Linked DNA regions of Cricetulus griseus: region 2 is linked to region 1. The links are chromatin contacts, called in public Hi-C maps. All regions are on one chromosome and are shown on one strand. Each heading gives the region's core, a stretch centred on a gene start, on an enhancer-like site or on the middle of the called end of the contact. The rest is flanking DNA. Distances are from core to core; before and after follow the strand shown. Region 1 has its middle 54 kb from the start of Fosl2. Region 2 has its middle 13 kb from the start of Mrpl33.

Region 1 (7,873 bases), core at 2,161-4,660:
TTAATGGGGAGTGGATGGTTCTGAGTGAGGCTTAGGCAGGAGGATTATGAATTTGAGGCCAGCCTAGACAATATAGCAATGTTTGGTTTAAATAACAGGCCAGAAATAAACAGGAATGTTGATGACATTCAACTTACCAATGGGTTTTCTGGTGTGTGTGTGTGTGTGTGTGTGTGTGTGTGTGTGTGTGTGTATGTACACATCCGTGTGTATATGAATGTGTGTGTACATACACATGTCTGTGAATGTGTGTTATGTGTACACATGTCTGTGTGTATATGAATGTGTGTGCATATGTGTGTGTACACATGTCTGTGTGCATGTGAATGTGTGTGTGTGCACTTGTGTGTATGTACATGTGTGGTGTGGCCAGAGGTTGACACTGCATCTTTCTTGATCACTTTCCATGTTAGTCTTTGAAACAAGGCCTCTCACGGAGCTCATGGATTTGGCTGCACTGGGTGGTCCAGGGATCCTCCTGCCTCTGCCTTCGTCATCACACCTGGCTTTTTACCTGAGTCCCGAGGATCAGACTCAGGTCCTCATTCTTGTGTAGCAACCACATCAGTGAGTCATCTTTCTGGCTTCCTCCCAACCCTAGCCCTTATTCTTTACTCATTTGGATTCTTTGGGGCCTGTTTAAGAAACTTTGCCTTCTGCCAGGACTGACAATAGAGGTCTGTAATTGTAGCTACCCCAGAGACTGACGCAGGAGAATACTTGTTCAAGTCCTGTCTGAACTACAGAGTCAAGGCTAGTCTAGGGAACAGTGAGATGCTGCCTCACTGTTAAAAATGACATAAAAATGGGCTGGCTCTGGCTCTGTGTAGCACACCATGTAGCATTCATGAGGCTCTGGGCTCAGTATTTTTTTTTTTTTATTTTCTTTCCACAGACATTTAGAAGACTTAAAGCTTTAGAGGTTTGCATCGGTCTGTGTCCATCTCAAAACAATGTCTAAATATGAGGTGAAGTAATACTTTGGGATATCCAGTTGTTCTAGCAGCCTTTAATTAGAATGGACTTTCCTTTGTTCACCAAAACATGCTGGTGCCTTTGCTGAGGGGCAGTGCTATGCACGCCTGGGGACCCACGCTGGCCTCTATTCTGTTTCCTTAATCCTCTTGTCTGTTCTCCTGCCAATAGCATATTGTTGTGATTCCTATAGCTTCCCTGAAAGCCCTAAATAAGGCAGTGAGAACTCTCTGTGGGGTAGTGTTTTCTTCCTAAAACTGCAGCTCACTTCCCCCAGTGTTTGCCACTCTGCGGCTCAGTCTTGGATTTGGTTTTCAGAACCTAAGTTCTTTTTTTTTTTTTTTTTAATTTCATATGTGTTGATGTTTTGTTTGCATGTATGTCTGAATTTGTGTACAGGTGTTGCATCTCCTGGAACCAGAGTTACAGACAGTTGTGAGCTGCCATGTAGGCGCTGGGAATTGAACCTGGGTCCTCTGGAAGAGCAGCCAATGCTCTTCACCACTGAGCCATCTCAAGTTCTTAAGGCAACAAGGGCACACATTTGGAAAAGAGCATGATAGAGAGTAGCTTTCATGCCCTCACTCAGCCAGCAGTTTTTCTAGAGCTAGAAAGAGGTCTCTTAGGCTGTGTGGAGAGAGAGATACTGGGGGAATTGGAGAGACGGCAGCCTCTATTGTGGTTAGAGTTCAGAATCTGGGAGACCCAGGAAAGGCAAGGAGCAGCCTCCAAGCCCACATCTACCCTGATAGCACTGGAGCAGCAGAATGGTTGGTCCTGGTCTCTCAGTATGACCCAGAGAACACCACACTCCAAAGGCTCATTGGGCAGAAACAGTGGCTCTGAGAGAAGTCACCCCAGTGACCTGGTCCTTTGTGAACCTCCCAGAAAGTCACTCTGTACACTAAGAAAGGTCCCGGTGGCTTGTCTAGCATCAGGAATCCTCACTGGTAAATGGCAGTAGGGACTGGAGAGTTATCTCTTACACACTGAGTAGATTACTCAAGGTAACCTGCCTTGTAGGAAACTGCTAGCAAGCCAAGCCTGATGTTGAAGAATGTTAGCTAGGAGACACTGTTTCTCTGGCCTGGAGGCTAATGGGGAGCAATTAATTTTGAGAGAGGGGTCTCAATGTGTGGATCAGGCTGAATTCAAACTAATAATCCTCCTTCAGCCTTCCAAGTGCTGAGATCACAGGTACCCCCATGCCCAGCTCATAATATACTCTTCCAAATTCATAGTCCATCTGTCTGGAAAGGTTTTGAGCATTACCTTCCATTCTCATATAAAACAACTCAGAAGAAATCCTGTAGCTCCTGAAAAGCAGTCCTCAAGGTATGTGAAGAACATTGTTTGGAGCTTCTTGGGGAGTAGCTGCTTGGGGAGTGTTTTATGCCACTGTCTGGTGAGAACACGGAGGTGGGGCTGCCTCATGCTTCACGGTCCTGGTGTTATTTTCCATACCATCCATGTCCTGACTACGCCCATGTTAGGTATGGGGAAACTGGTGTTTCAGCCCTATTTACCAAGTGCCAGGAGAGTCTAGCTTGCATGTTGTTTTGCCTCTATTAGTATTCTTAACTCGCACTGTAACTCTAAGAATGTTAAAGAGACATTTCAAAATGCATTGAATTAATACATTCCTTTGCTCTGACCCCATGTCCACTAACTGTTCCAAAATGAGACACATGGAAATGGAAAATAGACACAAAGTATTTGCTTGACTGACACCATGAATTTGGGTGTCCCTCAAAGCATAAACACACACACACCCATTGTACACACACACCTTGCAAGGGTGATCCCTGGGGTTGGAGCCCTTCTAAAGCAGCTGAGGCTGGGCTGGCAATTTCAGACCTGCTTCTGTACCGCACTGTACTGGGGTGGAGCTGGGTAACTGGGTCAGAAACAGTCAGCCCCATCCTTAAAGGAGACAGTCGTCTGTCCCCACTCATCTAGGATGGCGTTACAGTTGTTACCTGTTGCTGAGAAAGGCTACTATCACTCTGGGTCTATTAAGAGAGAGCAATGGCTGGGCCTAGAGAGATGGCTCGTTGGTTAAGAGCACTTGACTGCTCTTCCAGAGGTGTCCAATTCTCAGAGTTCAATTCTCAGCAACCACCGGGTGCTCACAACCACCTGTAATGGGATCTGATTCCCTCTTTTAGTGTGCATGAAGACAGGGCACTCACATACATAAAATACATGAATGAAAAAGGAAAGAGCAGTGGATTCAGACTTGTAATTCATTACTAAATAAAGGCCAGCCTCCCTGTGCCACGCCACACACACACACACACACACACACACACACACACACACACACACACACCAGGCCTTTTGTGTTGTCTGGACTCCTGGTACAGATAGACCTATGTGGCTGTGCTCTAGGGAGCGTTGAACTCATTCACCCTCCCAGCTGTGACGCGCACGAGCCTCTTACTCATCCCGATGTCATCAGTCATATTTCCAGGAGTGAGTAATTCAGGGAGGGAGGTGTGGTACTGGTGGGGGGGGGCATGCTGGAGAGGCAGTGTGGTCCAGGAAGAACCCCATCTCTCTTCCTCCAAAGCAGGAAATGTTCCACTTCTTAAGAAAAGATGCACCCTTCATCTGCTGTAAAGTGGGCGTGTAGTCATCAAATGTAGGCAGTTTAGGGACAGCAGAGTCTAAAGGACTTCTCTCTTCACCCCTCGGTATTCAGAGAAGTCTGTGTTAACCAGAAGAGGAGCCAGTGGAACTCCTTTTGGACTTACTAAGATGTTAATTCATGTTTATCAAGCATATGACTTCCACTTTGGCCTATGGGTGCCCCCGTCCGACCCCTGGCATGACTTACTAGTGTTCCATCAATGGAAAATATCAGGGTTGGGATTAGAATGCAAAACCCTTGATTCCCAGTCCAGCCTTGCCATGGGCTATGAAGATTTCCTCTGAGATGAAGGCCTTGTCAACTTTGACTTGTTTTTTGATCCTCCAGGATCAAATTTCAAGCTGGGCTCAGCTTGGACCTAACTCGGTTTCTGCTGCCATACTTTGAAGTTCAAGAGTGAGTGTTCATGTTCATGTTCAAGTTCAGGACAGACCTGAATGCCTTTGAAACAGAGCTCCCCAGCCCCTGCTTCTCTGGTTTTTGAGACAGGGTCTCTTGTACCATCCAAGGCTGGCCTTGAATTTCTAATTCTGCTGCTTCTAATCCAGTGTTCTGAGATTACAGGCCAGTACCACCATATGTAGCTTAAAGACTCTTTTGGACACAATAACAGGCCAGGGGATCATGAGTCAGATGAGGGCTAGTAGTCCTGCCCACATTCTGTGAGGTGCCTAAGTGTCTTAGTGGCCCAGGCTTAAGGCATAAGGGCCCACAGTCAGCATTCAGCTTTGGAGTGACTAGTATTTTAGTCTGTGTCTTTGTTTCTTAGGTTGCCTAGCTCACTTCTCCCCAGGGAACTGTTAGGGAGCATCCTTAGTTTCCTGCAGAAAGAAGCTCCAGTGGGAAGCATGCTTAGGAAAAGAACTTGAGTTTTGTGAGCATCTACCATGTCTTGGGATTGACCCTGTGCCTTACACTGATGAACTTTCTGGATTGTCACATTTGTTCCCTGTGATGCAGACAACATCTTCCTTGTGTTTCTGTGGAAACATAGGCTTCCAGGACCTGGAACTAGGGCTCTGTCACCTTGATACGAAATAAAGGGGCCAGCTGTGAACCCAGATCTGGTGGCATGATGATCACTGCCACCCTTCTGTAGAAAGTCCTATGATAACCTCACCCAGGACTCTAGCTGCAGATGTTGCTCAAAGAGGAAGACATGACCCAGTGGTGCTGCCTCCAGCCCTCCACATTCACCTATTGAAATCTTAACTCCTAGGATCTCTGAATATGACAACATTTAGACAAAAGACATTTATTTTTGCATTTATGGTTTATTTATTTACTTGTTTGTAATCTGGTCTCATGTAGCCCAGGTTAGACTCAAACTCAATATATAGTTGAAGATGGCCCTAAACACCTGAGCGCTGAGATTACAGGCACATGTCATGCCTAGCTGAGAAAAGGCCTTTAAAGAGATAATTACCAGGAGATCACAGGCCCCATTCCAATGTGACCAATAGCCTTTTATTGTATTGTTGGTTTTTTGAGACATACTCTCACTCTGTAGCTCAGACTAGCCTGGAACTCACTATATGTAGCTCAGGCTAGCCTCAAACTGTGGCAATTTGACCATTGCCTCCCCCTGAGCACAGTAGGTGCTGGACTGAATCCATGTTTGCTGACCTGCCAAAGGAAGGAAGTGTGGTGACTGGCCAGTGAACACCAGAACACAGAACCTCTCAACAGGCAGGGACAATTCAAATGTTGATTTCTGCAACCATCTCCTTCCTTCTGTCGAAACTTCCTGTTTCTGAGGAACGGAGATTTTTTTTTCTTTTTTCACAGATCCCAGAGGGCGTCCAGTAAACCCAGCAACTATTACCAAATTGTTCTGGTTTTGATGAGCTCAGTGGGTGTGAATCAAATGCGGGCAGACTACAGAGTTTCCCTTGAAATAGTCTCAAATTAATGTTAGCAGGAGGAGCACAAATATGTCTGGGACTTTAGTGCCTGCAAGAAATGGGCAATGTTGGCACCCAAAGCCAGGTAGGGTGGCTTCATTCTTCTGGAAGAACAGTGGCGGCTCAGGGCCCCAGGGGAAACCCCACAGAAGCCACCTTAATCTGGGGCTGTGGGAAGGTTTGTGGCCTCCTGTGTGAAGAAGGTGATCTTGAGGATGAAGGGTCCTCCTGGAGTCTATGGCCTACTGGGGTCTGGCTCTACCAGAAGGGGGCCCAAATGCCCCCCTAGAAATGTGGAGGATTGGGATAGAGGAAGTGTGGCGTCTCTACACTGAGAAGCAGGCTGTCTTCCATTTGAGAATGAGGACCCCCTGGTCTAGCACGGAGTCAGATGGCAAGCATAAGAATTGAGGCTGGCCAGGAATGAGTAACAGTGGCCTTGGCTGTTATTAAGGACACCCAATGATACTATAAGTAGCTGCCCAGGAGCTGTGTCCAGACACCAAGCAGGGATGGTGTGTGTGTGTGTCTGTGTCTGTGTATGTCTCTCTCTCTCTCTCTCTCTCTCTCTCTCTCTCTCTCTCTCTCTCTCTCTCTCTCTCTGTGTGTGTGTGTGTGTGTGTGTGTGTGTGTGTGTGTGTGTGTGTGTGTTGGCTGAAAGATACAATTGCTCTGACTCTACCACTGTTGGCTGTGAAGTCCACCAAACTCTGTCCTCCATTAAGGCTTTCTCTTTCCACCTATCAGTAGGGGACACCAGGCTACCTCTGAGGGTGATGTAGCTAAGCCTCCAACCCTGACCTTTACTAGCCATACCTGACAGCAAGGATCTGTCTGTCAGCGTCACATTAGCCAGCCCCACATGTGAAGAATGTAACGACCCCTTCAGCATCTGCACAGATGAAAGTACCATTTCAGCTCCTGTAGAATCTGGTGACCGTCCCTTCTCCAAGAACATTTCTGCTTTCCTTCTAAATGTTTAAACATTTATTTGTTTAGTCTCCCCCCCCCTTTTCCCCATGTGTGTGCATGAGTGCGCGCGAATGTGTGTGTGTGCTCATTCATGTACCCCAGAGCACATGTGGAAATGATTGGCTCTCTCCTTTCACCATGTGGGGCCTGGGGATCAAACTCAGGTCAGCAGGCTGGGCTGTGCCATTACCCGTCAAGCCATGCCACTAGCCTTCAATCATAAGTCTTGCCCCTGTCATCATGTCTCAGGTACTTGTCAGGTTCCTATACCTCCTAAGCCCTGTCCCAGTCTTCCAGTACATACTCCCCCTACCTGTATCTGGTTCTCTCTTCTCCTTTTCCTCCCTCCTCCTCCCCATCTCCTCTTTTAGCAGCTTAGGTATCCTGCTTTCCCCACCTTCCCTCCCAAAGGAGTCTTTCTTGGCCATTACCTCCTCCAGACGGAGCCAGTCAATGCCCCTGTGTCCACCATGAACTCATGCACCTGTCACATGTCCCTCCCTCCTGCACAAACCCACACACAGCAGTGGCCCCATTTCTGCCCTTCAGGCTTGAGCTCCCAGCCCTGGCAGCAACCTCTCCCTTCTGAAGCCTGGTCCTGATCCTGAAGCATAATAACAACTCAATAAACGGGTGTCGAAACAATTAATGGCTTACTAAATAGATGACTTCTGCAGACACGAAGCCCATTCCTATAAATGAGTCACCATAGGCCCCACCCCCACCCACTGACCCCAGCAAAACTCTCCAGTGATGATGTCATCATGACCCTTAGTTCTCAGAATTCTACAGCCTCCTTCCCTCTCCTTCGTGGCTATCTGCTTGTCATCCCTCCTCCTCTTCCTTTTCTTCTTCCTCCAGGGCACTGTGTCTAAATAAGGCAAAGCTCCTCTAGTCCTGGGGAACTCTGGGGTTTTCGTCTAGTCACCCAGGACATTGTGGGATGGGATCAGGGCATGCCCTGCTGAGAAGCAGGACAACGTTCCCCTGTGGCGTTGATGGACGGACCAGGAGACTCTACTGCCCACCAGTGGATGCCCTCAAGTTAACTGAGCTAGACACAGGGAGGACCTAGCTCAGAAGGACCAGGGAGGCTACCGACAGGAAAGGGCTTAGGGGAGTGCATTGTGGGAAACTGGCAAGAGGCTTAGTGTTAAGCAGCCTGTGCCTCTCAAGCTTCTCTGGGTCTAGGGTAGGTGTGTGTGGCTGTCTCTGGGTCAGGGTGCCATCCTCCTCCAAACCAATTCAGATAATCAGGGCATCCTAGCCAACTCAGGGAACATCACCACCTGTTCTGTCATTTTCTCTTTTCTCTCTTTTCCCTCAATTGCATGAGGTGTTTCTGGCCTTAGTATGGAACAATAGGTAG
Region 2 (7,873 bases), core at 3,554-6,053, 590 kb before region 1:
TAAAAGATGAGTCTGAAGTTGGGCAGTGGTACATGCCTTTAGTCCTAGAACTTGGGAGGCAGAGGCAGGTGGATCTCTGTGAGTTCGAGGCCAGCCTGGTCTACAGTAAAAGTACCAGGACAGGCAGGGGTACACAAAGAAACCCCTTATTGAGGCACCCCCCAAAAAAGCTGAGCCTCTAATTCTAGCTCTCAGGAGGTTGAGGAAAGATTGCCACATGGTGGAGGCCAGCCTGAGCTACATAGCAAGAATCTGCCTTAAAGAACCAAAAGGAAAAAAATATAATTTGAGATGCCATCCCAGACCTGCCATATGGAAAACTCCTGGCATGGGGCCCAACAGTCTGCTTTAACCAAACCTATGGGTGATTGTGTATGGCTGGTTCAGGATTGAGAACCACCGTTTACACTGTCACAGCTGCTCTAAAGTCTTGCTGACAGCCAGGGGAGGGCGCTCCAGGGCAAACTTTCAGCCATCAAACAGCCTGGCAATGGGAATGGCAAACTGCGAAGCAGGCTGGAAGGCCAGAAGCTGCCTGGCCTACATGCAGAGCTGCTCCGGCTTGCCGGGCAGGATTGGCTCCATGATTTGTCAGCTGCCAGACCTGGTCCTCGGTTTTCTCATCTGCAAAGCGAGGATTCTTACTGAGTGCTCTCACTCTGATTATCCTCTTCGATTTTGTTATCCAGCTCTCAAGAGGAGTGTGCTGCTGTCTGTGCCAAAGAATAGACAGAAGACAGAATGTCAGTGTTTCTATGCTTATGTATGCATTTTGAGAAAAGATCTCACACGGTAGCCCAGGCTGGCCTCGGACTCTTAGCGTCTCTATTATCTCTGTCAACTCCTGGTAGGAGGCACCAGGCCCAGCATGTGACTGCTCTATTAAAGTTGTTTTTAACATTTATTTTTCTTTCTGAGTATGTGTGTTTGCCTGCTTGTCTGTATGTGTGCCACATGTGGGCGGGTGCCCTTCCTTGAACTGGAGTTACAGCAACGATAAGCAGCCTGGTGTGGATGCTGGGAAAAATAAACCCCGATCCTCTGCGAGAGCAGCAAGTGCTCTCAACAGTTGAGTCATCTCTGTCTGCAGCCCCGTGGCTACTCTCTTGTTTGTCTGATTGTTTTAAGGTTTTCTTTTAGCTTGAGACAGGGTCTCACTATGTAGCCTTGGCTGGTCTTGAACTCCTTGTGTAGACCAGGCTGGCCTCGAACTCACAGAGATCCGCCTGCCTCTGCCTCCCGAGTGCTGGGATTAAAGGCGTACGCCACCACTTCCCCGCTTATGACTACTCACTTTTAACGGATTTTTTCTATTCTGGGAAACAGCTGAAAATGGCAAATAATGGGGCAGCCATCTTTTACCTTCTTCCTTAGGGGTAGAATGTGGAATAGGCAAACATGGAGTTGTTGGGTAAAAGCGGAAGATGATTTGATCCTATTGGTCTGGGCCTCCGTCCACTGCTTTAGGCCCTTCTCTGAGCCCGCACCAGCCACCCTCCAGGTCTACTTGGTCCTCTTGCTCAAAGGACCACCTTCTTATTCTCTCCCTCCCTGAGTTGCTACACGTTCCTCGTTCCACAGCGTTGGCTTGCTCAACTCTCAGCCCCCTGGCCCCTTTTTACAATCTGGAGAAGGGTTAGTGTTATGATAAAAGTGCGAAGGGAACCTTGCTGGATTCCATGGCAGGCGAGGGTAATGGAGGAGGAGGGACAAACATGCCAGGCAGACAGAGCTTAAATGAGGAGTTTTATTAGAAAGGGGAGGGAGAGGGAAGGAAAGAGAACAGAGGTAGAGACACTGAGACACAGAGAGGACAGAAGAGGGAAAAGTCCTGTCTGCCCCAGGGGAACAGCAGGAAAGAGAGCAGAAAGAGACCGTAAGTGGGCGGGGGTCTTCGTTTTAAAGGGGTCCTTTGCACCTGTGAGCAGACTACAGCCATGGAACCCTGGGCTGAACAGGGTTCTGCCTGAGTGCATTCTGCCAGGTGACAGGCAGGCCAGCATAATGCCTGAGCTGAGCCCTTACAGTTAGGGTGTCAGGGTGGCTTACTGGGCTACACAGGGGCTTGTGGACTTTTGACACTTTGAAGTCCTCTCCTATTGGCTTCACATGAGACCATGGACTCTCCCTGGAGCCAACCCCATAGTGGGTGGGACCGTGTCCACCCGGCACTGAGGAAACCTAGCATCTAGCCAACGGCTTGAAGCCTCAGGACTACTTGTCTAAAATGAAGGAAGAATGCTTCCTGCCCCTCTGAGATAGTTAGGAATATTTAAGAAGAACGAATGCATTGTAAAAGTAGAGCTAGGGGCACGGTAAGGTGGCAACTGTGTGCTGGATAGTTTCAGCACTCAGGAAGCTACAAATTCCAGGCTAACCTAGACTGTATAGACTCTGCCTCAAACAGCCAACTCCTTCCCCAAACCCCAAGTGTAGATAGCTGAGTCAGAAGCGGGGTTAGGGGAATTTGAATCATCAGCAAAAGAACCTGCTTGAGGGCTGGAGAGATGGCTCAGAGGTTAAGAGCACTGGCCGCTCTTCCAGAGGTCCTGAGTTCAATTCCCAGCAACCACATGGTGGTTCACAACCATCTATAATGAGATCTGGTGCCCTCTTCTGGCCTGCAGGCATACTGCATGTAGACCACTGTATATGTGATAAATAAATCTTAAAAAAAAAGAATCTGCTTGAGCTCTCAGAAGGGTCTCAAAAGAGCACGTGTCCTTCAACAAAACTACATATACTGACCCTCAGCCCCGCAGTCTGTGTCATGTGCCACCAACCACCCGGCAAGGATAGGTTCATAAACAAGCACCAGGGAAGACGGGGAGCCAGGACCCACAAGCTCACTGTGGCTGCATTTCTCAGGGGCCAGTGGACCAAGGAAGTTGTTCACCTTTACACAGAGAACCAGCTAGGACTCTGTAACTTGGACCTCACTCTGGAATCCCTTCAGCTCCCTGGGCCTGATGATCTACATAGAAAGAATCCTGAATTGGGCTAGTGAGATGGCTCAGGGGGTAAAGATGCTTGCAGCAAAAGCCTGACAACTGAGTTCTACTTCTGGAACCCATATAAACAGAGAGAACAGATTCTGAAACGTTGTCCTCTAATCCCCATACATACACCGTGACAAGCAGGAGCATGTCCACACACACAATTTTAAAAAGCAGGCAAGAAGCACAAGCCTCCATCCAGATGGTAGGATTCACCACAGAGAAGACGAGGGTGCTCAAAGCAGCCACTGTGGAGGAAAACACTCTTAAGAAGTGAGGCTGGACAGTGGCCAGAGAAACCAACCTACATTTCAGGTTGGCTTTATACTATTTCTTGAAGTTTCTGGAACAGACAGCTTCCTGAAGGGCATTTCCTTATCGAAGTGATTGACAGGCCCATTGGGATTAACTCTGAAGGGACAATTAGTATGTCTTTGCCCTTTACCAGAAAACCTCTAACTAGATAGTAATCGTATGATCTTTCGGACAGTTTAGAATGTCTTGTCTCCACCCAGGCCTGTTCTTTTAACCTGTAATCAAACTCTTGCAGTTTTAGTTCCTGACTTTACAAGCTGATGATTATGGGGGAGGGGTTCCATCCTTGATGATCTTCAAGCTAAAGCTTGACTCCCAGCTCCCAGGAATGTATATTAATAAAGAATGTAAGCTGGATGTGGTAGGGAACACTTGTACCCCAGCCCTTAGGAGGCTGAGGCAGGAGGATCACTGTGTGATCAAGGCTAGCTTGGACTACAGATTGAGACCTATCTCAGCAAATGTCATCATCATTATCACAATAATAATAATTTTAAAATAATGAGAGAATTTGTGTGTAATAATAACTAATATAACCTTTGAGTCAAGTATATTGTCAGTAGTTCTTTTTCTTTTAATTAAGAAAAAGTTGCCCCGAAGTGGTGGTGCACACCTTTAATCCCAGTACTTGGGAGACAGAGGCAGGTGGATCTCTGAGTTTGAGGCCAGCCTGGTCTACAGAAAGAGTTCCAGGACAGCCAGAGTTACATGAGGCTAGAGAGATGGTTCAGTGGTTAAGATCACTGGCTGCTCTTCCAGAGGACCTGGGTTTGGTTCTCAGCACCTACATGGCAGCTCACACTTGTCTATAACTCCAGCTCCAGGAAGTCTGACACCCTCTTCTAGCCTCCACAGTCCCTAGGCACACATGATACATAGACAAGTGTCTATGTAAAATGTCTTGTAAAATGTCAATGACAAGTGGGTAAAACACCCATACATGGAAAAATAATTTTAAAAAGAAAGAAGAGAAACTCTTTTAAAGATTTTTAAAAAAAACTTACATGTATGTATGCACTTGTGTGAGTTTAGGCACACCAGCTTTGTGCAGTGTCTATGGAGTCCAGAGGACACTGGATACCCTGGAGCTGGAGTTACAGGGGGTTGTAAGCTGCCTGATGTGGGTGTTGGAAACCAATACTTGCAAGAGCAGGAAGTACTGTTAACTACTGAGCCATCTCTCCTATCCAAAGAAGTCTTTAGACTTTTTTTCTTTTTTAATATTTATCTGTCTATTGTATATGTGTGCACATGCTCACCTCCAAATATCACAGGCTTACATGTGGAGGTCAGAGGTCAGCTTTCAGGGATCTGTTTTCTCCTTTCACCAAGTGGCTACCAGGGGTGGATCACTGTCTGGACAGTGGGGAGGACTCTGGCAGTTGAGTGCTTTTCCTTCTTGGATTTGAATTTAAGGAGAGGCTGTTGGGTGGAGCCTGGCTGGAAGGAGAGAGCCAGCCTCCCCCAGATTTCCAGCTGCCCTGAGTAGTTGCCTCACAGGCTGTTACTTAACCCTCCTCACCACTTCCTGGGGTGGGGAAGACGTGTAGCAGCTGATGCAACAGGCTGACCAAGGCTGGTGTTGTTCTTTGAGGACAAAGACAAGGGCCAGCAGGGCTGGCCCACTCAGGGCTGCAGCTGCAAGGCTTTGCTCCCTGCAAGGTTCCAGCTTTTACTTCTTCCCTTCCCATTCTGTTTTATTACTGCAATGGGGCTCACCCTGTGAGCCCCCTAACTGTTAGATGATTCTTCCTCAGGAGTTACCTGCATTCTTTTGTTGGCTTTGTTGACCCACAGCCTTGGAGAGCTGACATGTCTGCTGGGAACTCTCGCAGCAAGGTGTTCAGAACAAGACAGGCCGATTGGAGGATCTGCTTCTCATGAGGTCTTCCAGTAGGACATGGATCCAGTCTGAGGGGATCAGAGAGTGTCAGATCCAAAAATGTCCTCTGTAGAGCCAAAGGCCTCAAAACACACCTGAGGGATGCAGTTTCCATTTAAGGCCCCATCTAGCCAGTAGAAATGAGCTCTGTGTTACTATCTCTTTAGCAGGAGCACAGTAACTCTTTCAAACTCTTACGTTAAAAAAGAAAATACTGGCCTGGCTGGATGTCTCAGTGGATAAGGCCACTTACCACAAGAGCCGGGTGATCTAAGTTGAATCCTGGAACCCATCCAGGTAAATAGGAGAGAACCAACTCCATAAAGCTGTCTTCTGACTTCCATGGATAATAAAATCAATTCCAAAATCAAATGTGGTGGCACACAGGAAGTTCCCAGAATCTACCCCTATCTTCCTCAGGCCCAGTGATAGGGTGACAAATGTATGCCACCATGGCTGATTTTTCTTTAAATGACTAATGGACAGTTAGACTCAGCTCCTTGAACTTGAGCAGCAAATGCTTTACCCCCTGAGCCATCTCACCGGCCCCCAGAACATGGATTTTGAATACAACATATAGAATTCATTCTGCGAGGGAAAATTCAATTCTAAATCTTCCCCCAAGTAAGTTCATTCTGAGATGATTAATTTGGTTAATAATTGATTGGCTCATTTTCCCCTTGGCGTTGAAAAACTAAATTTAGAAAGAAGCCTTGAGCAAGGTAGCTCATAATTTAAGAACATATTTTATGATTATCCATTTGTTCACATACAGTAGTATGTAATCAAATTTAATCATCTGGACAGCCCGAAATAGAACAATTATGGTGTTAGTGCAATAGAGCAGGAGTTGGGGGCCTTCTTCTTGCATCAGCCATCAACCTGATTTATAGATGTTTTATCTCATTAACCTTTAAGTCTAGAGCTAATTAGTGACTCTGAGAACTGGAAACTACACTGAAGCAGCCATGTAGTTCACTGTACACCAAACTAAATCGGCCCACTTATCCCACGTCATAGTAATATCTTTGGAAAGGCTTTGGCTCCAGCTGGAGGAGGACCCCACTTCTCCCTCTTAGCAAAGGCACTGTCCCCTTTGTTTCAGATGGCTAGCTGGGGGAGGACCCTGGTTTTACCAGTTTGCATTTAAGCCATTTGAATCTCTCAAAGGTGTTCCCTCCAAAGAGACAGTATTTTAGTTAGGGTTACTATTGCTGTGATGAAACACCATAACCAAAACAGGCTGGGGAGGAAAGGGTTGATTTGACTTACACTTCAGCATCACCGTTCATCATCAAAGGGAGTCAGGGCAGGAACCTGGAGCAGGAGCTGATGCAGAGGCCATGGAGGGTGCTGCTTACTGACTTGCTCCTCATGGCTCACTCAGCTTGCTTTATTATAGAACCCAGGACCACCAGCTCAGGGATTGCCCCACCCACAATGGACTAGGCCCTCCCCCATCAATCACTAATTAAGAAAATGCCCTACAGCCTGATCTTTTTGTTGTTGTTTTATTTTAAAAGACAGGGTTTCTTTATGTAGTACTGGCTGTCCTAGAACTCACTCTGTAGACCAGGCTGGCCTTGAGCTCACAGAGATCCACCTGTCTCTGCCTCCTGAGTTTTGGGATTAAAGGCCTGTGTACCACCACTGCCCAGCTACTACAGCCTGATAATAAGGAGGCATTTTCTCAACTGAGGTTCCCTCCTTTCAGACTGTAACTTGTGTCACGTTGACATAAAACTAGCCAGGACAGATGGAAATAGATGTGAACTGCTAATTTCTGTTTGGATAGAGTTGCTGCAGGGTCCTGTGGAGGGTGTCACCCTGTGAGAGCACTGCCTGCTTTCTACCTGAAGCTGGAGTTCGGGTGGCAGCACCGAAAGGCACCTGTTGTCACTGTGGCAATGAGGTGGAGCTGTCCTTTCGGCAGAGGGCAGAGCGTGAAAGGAAGCCGGAGCTGGACTGGCTTCCCTTGCCCTGTTCCAGCCTCTGAGACTCAGCGCTTACAAAACTGTTAGGGACCAAGACCCGAGGCAGAAGCAGTTAAAGCTTTTCTTCTCCTTGCAGCCTCCATGAGCCCAGGCTGGACTCCCCACTTTTTGTGATGATCAGGGTGGAATTATAAAAGAAATCTAACAGGAAATTTTAATTTATAGAAGAGGCCAGAAACTCTTCTCTGCACAGAGATGTGCTGGGTGTAGCTGCTGAGTGGGAATTCTGATCAGAAAAAGATGGTTACCTATCCAAAACACTTCATTACTTTTAAGGCACTTGGAGTTAAAATGTATTATTATTACAGTATCTGCACAATATGTGTGTGCACATGTGTGGCTCATGTGCTATACAGTGCCTGTGTAGAAGTCAGAGGACAGTACTGTCATGTCATTTTTCTCCTACCTTTATGTGGATACCAAGGATTGAATTTAGATCCCCAGGATTGAGTGGCAAGTGTTTTTACCCATTGAACTAACTTTCCACCCTTGTTTTATTATTATTGTTGTTATTATTATTATTATTATTATTATTATTATTATTGTTGTTGTTGTTGTTGTTAGAGAAAGGGTCTCATGTAGCCAAGCCTAATCTTGAACTTGCTAATTAGCCAAGGATTATCTTGAGCTCATAGTCTTCTGGCCTCTACTTCCCATATGCCATCATGGATGGCTAGCTTATTCCT

What was found. A called contact is a pair of places that touch in the nucleus more often than the background predicts.
Region 2: a Hi-C map of fibroblasts shows a contact between it and region 1, with 6 times the contacts expected there. The contact joins two enhancer-like sites. A contact is called at or near these places in 4 of 8 Hi-C or Micro-C datasets (the CHO-K1 cell line, fibroblasts and liver).

What each region holds. Positions count from the first base shown.
Region 1 is chr7:12,280,603-12,288,475 of CriGri-PICRH-1.0, reverse strand. No RefSeq gene overlaps it. Among named protein-coding and RNA genes, the nearest start is that of Fosl2, 54 kb to the left of the region's middle. Within about 2 kb of position 3,410, at least 2 of the 6 cell types and tissues checked have open chromatin away from gene starts, as enhancers often do. A contact at or near this core is called in fibroblasts, where this site is marked.
Region 2 is chr7:12,870,976-12,878,848 of CriGri-PICRH-1.0, reverse strand. No RefSeq gene overlaps it. Among named protein-coding and RNA genes, the nearest start is that of Mrpl33, 13 kb to the right of the region's middle. Within about 2 kb of position 4,803, at least 2 of the 6 cell types and tissues checked have open chromatin away from gene starts, as enhancers often do. A contact at or near this core is called in fibroblasts, where this site is marked.